Regions from separate parts of the Astyanax mexicanus genome. Here region 1 is linked to region 2. A link is a contact called in public Hi-C data. All regions are on one chromosome and are shown on one strand. Each heading gives the region's core, a stretch centred on a gene start, on an enhancer-like site or on the middle of the called end of the contact. The rest is flanking DNA. Distances are from core to core; before and after follow the strand shown. Region 1 holds the start of bhlhe40 (basic helix-loop-helix family, member e40). Region 2 overlaps itpr1b (inositol 1,4,5-trisphosphate receptor, type 1b).

Evidence for each region. A called contact is a pair of places that touch in the nucleus more often than the background predicts.
Region 1: a Hi-C map of muscle shows a contact between it and region 2, with 9 times the contacts expected there. The contact joins the promoter of bhlhe40 here to the enhancer-like site in region 2. A contact is called at or near these places in 2 of 3 Hi-C or Micro-C datasets (both in muscle).

The regions. Positions count from the first base shown.
Region 1 is chr24:29,016,367-29,021,424 of AstMex3_surface, forward strand. bhlhe40 (basic helix-loop-helix family, member e40) reads left to right here and starts at 1,899. Exons shown (of 5, transcript XM_007254553.4): 1 at 1,899-2,277; 2 at 2,561-2,624; 3 at 3,039-3,146; 4 at 3,651-3,774; 5 at 3,993-5,058. The coding sequence starts at 2,201. The coding sequence ends at 4,846. All of the region lies in intron 2 of LOC111195404 (a long non-coding RNA gene), which reads right to left.
Region 2 is chr24:28,922,307-28,926,946 of AstMex3_surface, forward strand. The region is part of intron 41 of itpr1b (inositol 1,4,5-trisphosphate receptor, type 1b); the gene reads left to right. Among protein-coding and RNA genes, the nearest start is that of bhlhe40, 94 kb to the right of the region's middle. Within about 2 kb of position 2,760, the one cell type or tissue checked has an H3K27ac peak away from gene starts, as active enhancers do.

The DNA.
Region 1 (5,058 bases), core at 649-3,148, 93 kb after region 2:
GAAAAGAGAGTGTGGTGCCGCACGTGCCCGAGAGCGGTGTCGGTGATACGGTGAGTGCACGAGCTGGACCTGGACAACAACAACAGCCTGCACGAGCCTCGGTCCTGCGCTCATCAGCATGAATCACCAGTCTGATCACCTATTAAATCACACAGCGCGAGCTCTGATATCTATCGATAATCTTACACTTAATCCATTGCTGACACAGATGTGCAAATGCACACACAAAGCTTGTTTAGTGTCTGTGGAAGTCTGTCGTCTGTCTATCTACTCCAAATTGACAACCCTTCTGATAAATGCATTAACATATTTTAAGTTGCACCTATTGCTGACACAGCGGTGCAAATGCACACAATTGGTCTAGCTCTTATAGAGAACTACTGCCAATAGAATAGAACAGAATAGAATAGAATAGGAGTGTACAGAGTGCTAGAGAGTGGTGTGTTTTAAAGAATTTGTGGTCTGACCTCTGGTTTCATCTTATTACACCTTCTCTCGTGGTACACTGATCTGACCCCTGGGCTGCTCCTCAAACTGACTAAGTCCTAAACACCCATTTTACATGACACTGACAGGGGATCAGTTTTCATGCACAGCCCAAATCAATGCATCCTGGTTCAGATGAGAAAAATGTCCATTTAATCTAAAGCTAAACATGTTATAAACCAGTATATGCTATGTTCTGTATCTAATGATGTAAAGCAATATGAAAAAAGAACCAATTGAATTATTACTTTGCATGTCTGTCTATCATTTAAAAAACAATCCAACTAAAACACATTTTTATTAACCCCCCCAACCCCCCCAAATAATCCGTGTTTGTGTTCTTGTTATGTAGTAAGTAGCACGTGTGGACTCATGCGCGAGAGAGACATCCAATCGTCTGTCTGTACTTCTATCCATCCATCTATATCCAACTGTCTGTCAGTCTGTCTGCATACGTTACTACATGCTGTAAATAATACTGCAAATCCTTCTAAGCATTTTATTAAATGTTAGTTATTATTAACTAAAACATTTTATTATAACAATATTTATGTCTGTCTATCTATCGATCTATCTATAATCAAACTGTGTTTATCCAAGTAACCACTATATGCTGTAAATAATGCTGCAAATCATGCTAAGCATATTATTGTTATTGTTGCTATTATAATAAACTAAAAACACATTTTTTATTATTAAAAAAACAAAAAATCTGTCTATCTAACAGTCTATGTATTTATCTGTAATCCAACTGTGTCTGTCTATCTAAGTAAGCCACTATTTGCTGTAAATCATGCTAAATATGCATATTATAATTGTTATTATTATTTTTATTCTTCCGTTTGTCTGTCTGTCTCCATCTATCTATTTTCTGCTGTTCATGATTAAAGTAGCAAAACAAAATACAAAAAAAACACGAAATAATCGCTGCGCGTGTTCTTGTGCGTGTTCTTGTTGTTGTGTAGTAAGCGGCGCTCGCGCGCGCTTGACTCGCTGTGTGAGAGCGAGCGAGCGCGCGATAGCGAGCGAGCGAGAGAGCGCGTGGTGGTACACGCGACACAGGCTGGGGACCTTCTGGAACGTTTTCTTTTTTTCTCTATCCTTTAGCCCCGCCCACCCGTGCCTCTCCGCGCTGCTGATCTGCGATTGGCGGGCTGAACGGACTGAATGGGATTACGCTGGCCAATCGGGAGAAGCTAGGGGCGGGGCGTGCCGAAAAACGGGTGGGAATAACAAAAGAAGTGTCCTGAGAACTGGCGGGGGGAACAGCGCCGTCCAACACGTGAGGCTCATGTGACGGAGGTAGGTCAGTTTAGAGAGAGAGAGAGAGAGAGAGAGAGGGAGGGAGGGATAGAGAGAGAGAGAGAGAGAGAGAGAGAGAGAGAGAGAGAGAGACGTGTCTGTAGTCACAGGGTTTTTTATTTAACACGTAGCTAGTCCAGTTCACCCTCCCACACACATATAGCTCTAGATACAACACACACACTCCTCCTTCATACACACTCTCACACAAACATTTAACAGGAGAGGAGCTTCAAAACTGTCTGAGTTGACGACAAACCACCTTTACGCAAGGACGTTATGCACTTTCCCTGCGGATTTCTTTGAGAACAAGTTCGTTTTTGGCAATTTATGAGCATTTAAAAGCTGTTTCGGCTTCATTTTCGTTAGAAATCGTTTTTTCCTGCGTTATTTTACGCGTAAACGAGACGAAATGGAAAGGATTACAAGCGCACAGCCTCCACCGTGTATGACCAAACACCCCTCTATGGATATTTCAGATATGCCGGGGTAAGTAGCTGGAAATGGGGCAATTTCAGGTCCTCTGAGTAGGAATTCGCCCCTGGATTTCGCTCCAACTGCCTGGGCGGCTCTGCTGCAGCTTGGAGCGAAATCCCGGGACGGATTTGGACTCACAGGCTTTCTAGGCAACTTAAATCATTTTAATCTGTTTTAAAATAGGGAAAAACAAGTCTTATAACATATATTTCTAAAAATACAACTTAATGTCATTTTACTAACTTTTTCTTTATTATTTTCTCATTATTTCTCCCCTTTTCCAAATCTTATTCAGAATGGATTTCCCAATGTATGTGTACAAACCTCGGAGAGGCATGAAACGAGGAGACGACAGCAAGGTAAATACTTAAAAAACAATCAAATATATGGGTGAATATATATATATATATATATATATATATATATTATACACATTGTACACTGCTATTAATTTAGTTAATAATATTCATTAAAACATACAGAAATATTTATAATTGAAGGAATTAAACAAAATAAAATATTAATACATTTGTGCAGCTCACAACATTACACTTGTAGAAAAAAGTTCCTGTATATGCATTTAATGAATGAATGAATTGATTGATTATTTATTTATTTATCTATCTGTCCATGCCCCACGCATGCAAGCTGCACAGCTAGAGCTTATCGTTTTTTAAATGTTTTAAAGTTTTGAATAGTAGTTTAGTAAACTTTTAATTCTAGTTTTAATTTAAACATTATAAAATGAACATGCTCTTGTTTGTTCACCACAGGATACGTACAAGCTGCCACATCGCTTGATTGAAAAGAAGAGACGTGACAGAATAAACGAGTGCATCGCTCAGCTGAAGGATTTGCTCCCTGAACACCTTAAACTCACTGTAAGTATAGCTCTGTGGGAGTGGATTGGAGTGAGTGTGTGGAGCACCAGAGCTCTAAAGCGTCCTCTGGTGGTTGACCTGGAGGAGTTTTCTTATTTTTCACACTTTTATTTTGTGCTGTGACGTGCATTCGAAGCATTTATTGACTTGACTGTTTAGTATACTCATTTGTTATCTATTCGCTTGGCTATTCATTGCGGTTGACTTGCTTGACCGTGATACATTTACAGGATGGTGCATGCACAAGCACAAGTTTTGAGTTTGCATGCTCATGAAGTTTAAAAAAAGTTTAAATATAATTTGTAGAATCTCAACTGAACTAAAACAGTTTGAAATGTTTTTTAACAAGTCTAAGCTTAGGCTTTAGGTTTGTTAGATGTTTTGCAATGCCCGCTGCGTCTCAGTGTCGCTCTCGCCTGGCGGAGAGTTTGTCCTCGGCGAGGCAGCTGAGGGAGCGTTACATAAGAAAGATCAACATGCTTATCTGAGTGCTTCCTCTTTTAGACGCTGGGCCATTTGGAGAAGGCCGTGGTGCTGGAGCTCACGTTAAAGCATGTGAAAGCCCTCAACGGCCTTCTGGAACAGCAGCAGCAGCAGATCATTTCATTGCAGAGCGGAATGCAAATTGGTAAGTTAAAATAAACACTTCATGTAAAGCCGTTTTCCTGCTTTCCTGCTTTCTGAGTAACACGGCGATCTGTTCTCAGAACTTCTGTCACTTGTGTTTGTTCTCTCTTGTGCATGAGTTCACATCAGTCCAATGTTTTTGATGCAACCTGCATCCTGAAATCTTTCTCTCAACTTATTATTAACACATGCTCTACTTTTTTTCTATCTGTTCTGCAGGTGATCAGAGCAATGGCAGCTCAGAAAACAGCGAAGAGATGTTCCGTTCCGGTTTCCATCTCTGTGCCAAGGAGGTACTCCAGTATCTGGCCAGCTTGGAAAGCACACGGGACCTGACCCCAACACACGTTGTCAACCACCTGCACAAAGTGGCTGCTGAGCTCCTGCAGCGTCCAGCCAGCCCCCGCCTGGACACGCCCTCGCCTGGTCGCAAGGGTCAAGAGGCCAGGGAGAAGGCAGCTGCTCCCCAGCCCTGCTCGCCGGAGGGCCACGCCAAAAACTGTGTCCCGGTCATTCAGAGAACGTACAACCCCCAGATCAGCGAACAAAGCGGCAGCGACACAGACACAGACAGCGGCTACGGGGGCGAGCTGGACAAACGAGACTCCAAAGGCCAGAGAATCAGCTACTACAGCAAAGACGCCGCAGAGATGAAGCACGGCCGGTACGGCAGCATCAAGGAGGAGCGAGACGAGCCCCAGGCCAAGCGGGTCAGGTCGGATTCGTCCGAGGACGAGTCTCTGTCGGGTCACGAGTCGCACGGCGGGTACGTGAGCTTCTCGCCCCACCAGCCGCCGCTCTGCATGCCCTTCTACCTCATCCCCCCCACAGCGGCAGCTGCTGCCGCCTACCTGCCCATGCTGGAGAAGTGCTGGTACCCAGGGGGCATGCCTGTGCTGTACCCGGGCATCGGGGGCTCCACGGCTGGGCTGTCTCCTGAAAAACTGCCCTCGTCACTGGTCATGTCTCCGAGAGTAGCCTCCCCGGCTGCCCCTCAGACCCCTATGGACTCTCCTGCTCTCCTTCAGGCCCTGAAACAGGTGCCCCCCTTAAACCTGGAAACCAAAGACTGAACTAACTAACTATAAATAAATAAATAAATAAAAACACCCCCAGCCCACCCTCTGAACGAATGGTCTTGGAATGGTGTTGAAAGAGGATGGAGGGGTTAACACTGTAAGAGCTGTAAGAGGGGGAACAACTATAATAATGATGATGATGAACATCTGCTCGGTCTTCATCTCCATCGCCGCTGCCCACCAGCCTCCCCCCACCCCTCCAAAAA
Region 2 (4,640 bases), core at 1,510-4,009:
CTTTCAGTAATTCAGTTCAAAATGTGAAACTAATTTTGTGTATATATGTATTACACACACAGAGTGATCTATTTTTTTTTTCTTCAAACCATCACTGATTGGTGGAAACTTCACACTAGACCTCGAGCAGTTTAGACTGTGTGTCTCTCCACTCTTCCTCCAGACTCTGCTCCCTTTTTTTATAAATGAAATGTAAAGTTTACTGATGATCAGTGATGGTTTGGAGAGTCATGTCTGTCATCTGCTGGTGTTGATCCACTGTGTTTTATTATCAAGTCTAAAGTCAGTGCAGTGCATTGACAACATTTATGAAGATCTGGATTTCATTTTCCAGCAGGACTTGGCACACTGCCCACTCTGCCAGAAGTAGCTTATATAATATTTGGGTTCCAAGTATTCTGTGGTAAGATAACACCAGTAGACTTAATCTATGAGGTGTGTGTATTTGTGTGTGTGGTCCTCAGCTGCTTCAGTAGATATGAAATGAGTGTGTGTGTGTGTGTGTGGGAGTGAGTGTGTGTGGGAGTGTGTGTGTGTGTTGTAGAGATTCTGGTGCCACCAGCGCGCTCTCCGGCTGTGTTGAGTGACAGCTGTGTTATTCAGGATGTAGTTACAGTGCGAAGGACATGCCGCACATCCGCCCACTCCACCAGCATCCCTCGGCTCGGCGAGCAGGTTCCCGTGGTTACGGGGCTGACGGAGCGGCGGCTGCTAGCTCTGTGCCGCCGTGAGCCAGGCAGGCGAGCCGAGTGCTTATAAATAGATCTTATGTAACATCCCCTTGTTGATGCCAGGAGCCAGGATGAGAGAGAGAGAGAGAGAGAGAGAGAGACTGTGAGATAGTCAGGGTGGGGTAAGCGCATCAGAGAGAGATAGACAGAGACAGTGGAGAGATACAGAGAGAGCTAGAGGAGACTGTGACTGACTGCCTGACCCGATTCCCTGTATATGCAGGCACTTGTTTAAGGATAACAACCACCACACCCATCTATCAATGCTGGTCCAGCTGCTCCACACCTGGAGTCGTTCACTCCAAATTGCCGTTTTGACTAATAATCAATATTGGAACTAGTTAGCGAGAACATGTTAGCATAATGATAGTCATGCTCTTCTCTGGCTTTCATTTATAGTAAGTAATTAGCAAATATTAGTAGAAAAAATTGCCTTATTATGAATATTATGAACTTGTTACCATAACAATAGATCTGCTGTCTTCTGGATTTCATTCATTGTTAAAGATCCATTAAACCTTCAATCATATATATATATATATTTTTTATATTTTGTTTCTAATTTTATCCATTTTCTCCCCAAGTTACACGGCCAATTACCCAACCCACACATTAAGACCCCCCCTATCACTAGTAATGCCCCAACACACCAGGAGGGTGAAGACTAACACATGCTTCCTCCGATACATGTGAAGTCAGACACCGCTTCTTTTTGAGCTGCTGATGCAGTATTGTCGAACCGGCGACCTCCCGCTCTTAGTGGCAACGCTTTAGACCGGGACATCATGTATTTCTTTATTTTTAAATATTTTTAAAATGTGTTGCACAAAACCCTAATTGAGGGCTGTTGTCCATCAGGATAAACCATGAACCAGCCAGTGAACAAGTTTTTAACCAATAAAGCAGTAGCTTGGCCACGCCCCCTGGGAAATCACTGGGAAACCTGCAGTACTAGAGCCATTAAGGCAATGTTAAGGCTATTTTTACTGATTTAATTAGGTGATTGAAAACACCTTTTAATCATGCTTTTTTTCTTACTGTATAGCGATGGTTTATGAAATAAAAAGGTCAATATAAAATATAGAAATACTACACTCAGGCTTTCAATGCATTGGGGGAAAAACAATTAAATATTTTAGTTAATTAAATTTATTGTCTATTTAGATTATATTGTAGAATAACAGAGTCATCTGTTCTGTGCATTACAGACAAAAACATTCTTACATTATCTTTCTATCACTGAAGATAATTCAGGTCTGAAAGGGTTAATACATTAATAGAAATGTGTTTGTTTGTAGTAATGAAACATATATACATCTCCTGCTGAAAATTTGAAAACTCTATTCAGAATTGTTGCTGTGGCTTATAATGTAAACAAATGAGCAAAATTAGCTTTTCTATGAAAAATAGCCCATTTAACACAGAATTTCACGCTCCATGTCTGAAACACTTTTCTCAGAACTGCTGATATGGCCAGCAGTGAATGTTTGAAGTACACTTTCTTAGCATAACAGTAGTCCTGTTCTTCTCTGGCTTTTATTTTTTCATTTATTGTTAGCAGTTAGCAAGTACGCATGCAAAACTAGGTTTCCTATAAAAAGGTAGGGCTTTGAAGTTTTGAAGTCAGTTCAGAATAAGTGGGATTTTGATGGGAGGGGCAGGGGTTATAATACCTGCCTAAATATATCAATACCAATTATGAAAACCTAAAACATCAGAAATTAATAGAATGATAGAAAATCAAATACAAATATTTTCTTACAGCATATTGAAGGATAGTGGGATAGTCCAAAGGATTAGACACATGTACAAAGGATTGACAACTCTACAGACAGGTGGAGATAAGCAGGGGATTTTGGGAAATAAGCTAAATCGTTTCCTGGAGTTCATGAAAACCTGCAAGACCTGCAGTTTTATTTTAAAGACGTGCCGGTTGCTTGAAAAGGTGTTGTAGGCTCGATATGCGTCATACGTGCTAAGAGCATTTGCAGCCCTTGTTAAGGTGATCTGCAGAGCCTCTCTGTGACCCTTCACTCACTGGGCAGACTTTCAGTAGGTACATGTCTGAGTACTGGATGCTGTTAATAAACACAGCACACACACGTTCATATCCTGTGAGCAGCTAGCTGTTGTGATCTTTTTTTTAACTAATTGAGAGCAGAGTGTACGTACAGCCGTGTCCCTTTCACCCAGGAAGGATGAGACGCTCACAGATCAAGATCTGACCATGGGTCTGAACATGTTAAAGATAAAGAAATAAAAAAAATCAAGCTTCCTGGCCCTGCCTTTAAGCTTCCAGACGACAGAGCAACAAGCTACTATTCGATACCTATAGGAGGACTAAATTTTTTTTAAGTATAGCACCTTTCATACACACAGTTGCAAGAAAAAGTATGTGAACCCCCAGGCTAACGACTTTTCTAAGAGCTAATTGGAGCCAGGATGTGATGAGAATGGATAAAAAAAAAAAATAATAACACACACACTTTAGTTTTGAGTTTGCTGTTGATTTGCATGAAGCTAAAGAGGGTTACAAAAGTATATCTATAAGCCTTGATATTCATGTGCCCACTGTAAGACAGACAGTCTACAAATGGAGAAAGTTCAGCACTGTTACTCGATCTACTCTCCATAGGCGTGGTAAAGTCCTGTAAAGATGACTGCAAGAGCACAGCGCAGAATGATCAATGAGGTGAGGAAGAATCCTAGAGTGTCGGCTAAAAATCCAGAGTCCAGATCTTAACCTCATTAAGAATCTTTGGGATGTGCTGGATGGAGAAGCGCTGCTTTGTGAAGCGGTCAGACTCTACCATCATCAATGCTGCTTCATCAAAGATCTTGATGAAAAATTGGTCCAAATTATGGCATTGCAGAAGCTTATAGAAACAATGCTACAGTGAATGCACAGTGCCGCATTTTGGTCAGGCAGTGTATATGTAAGCTTCAGTAAATGATTTGTTCATTTAAATCAACAAAACATGACCTTTGAGCTGCTTGTTTTCCACACGACTGTAAGGAATCTGGAAATGAACACAACACAGATCTTGGGCAATAAGTGTTGACATTGATATATAATAGTCTCAGCTCTGCTTATTTATTTTATTATTCAACTGGCTTTTTTTTTTAGCTTTATTAGCATTATTAGCTTGGCGTGACTCATGGATAATAATACTGAATCATTTGTAATTTTGTACTTGTTTTGAACTGTTGTTTTTTTTTTTTTTTTTTGGTCATTGTGACGTGATCTGCTGTGCTGATCTGCTGGTCAGGCGCTGAGGAGTTGACTCCATCTCTATGGCTGGTCATGGAGGGTGGTTGTTGTTGTTTACTCACAGAGATGGTCACGAGTTCGCCGGGATTGAACTCAATAACATTATTAACTGGTGGTGTCTTATGCAATGTCTGTTGATCCGCGGCGCAGAGTCTAATCTGATTGAGCGATCTCTGATCTCTGACTGTATGCCTCGCTGAATTAACTTCATTGATGCTCCTTTTTCTCTAAAGGCTTATTCACCCGGTTCCCTGTAAGAGACCGATATTGAGTTTTCTTTCCTTGGAAAGCGAAATGCGGTCACGGTCAGACGGTCACAGAGACTAGTGTTCGTTTTATGGCGCGTTGGATCGAGATCGGGAATGATTTGGAACAGCCTGTGTCTTTTTTTTTTTTCTTTAAACCCGTCCCTTCAGCCCGCATTCTCCACCGCAGTGTACGTCTGTGCTGGATTCTCCAGAGCCCGGAGAGAGAGAGAGAGTGTGAGTGAGTTTAACCTGAAAAGAAGGCTGGTTATGTAACAGGCTTTCAAAACTGCCCTAGAATCCGGGCGATAACTCTGCCTCCCACCTCTCACCCTCCCCTCCCTGCTCTGACACACCACGCACTCGTTTCGTGCCTGTTTGGCTCGCGAAAGT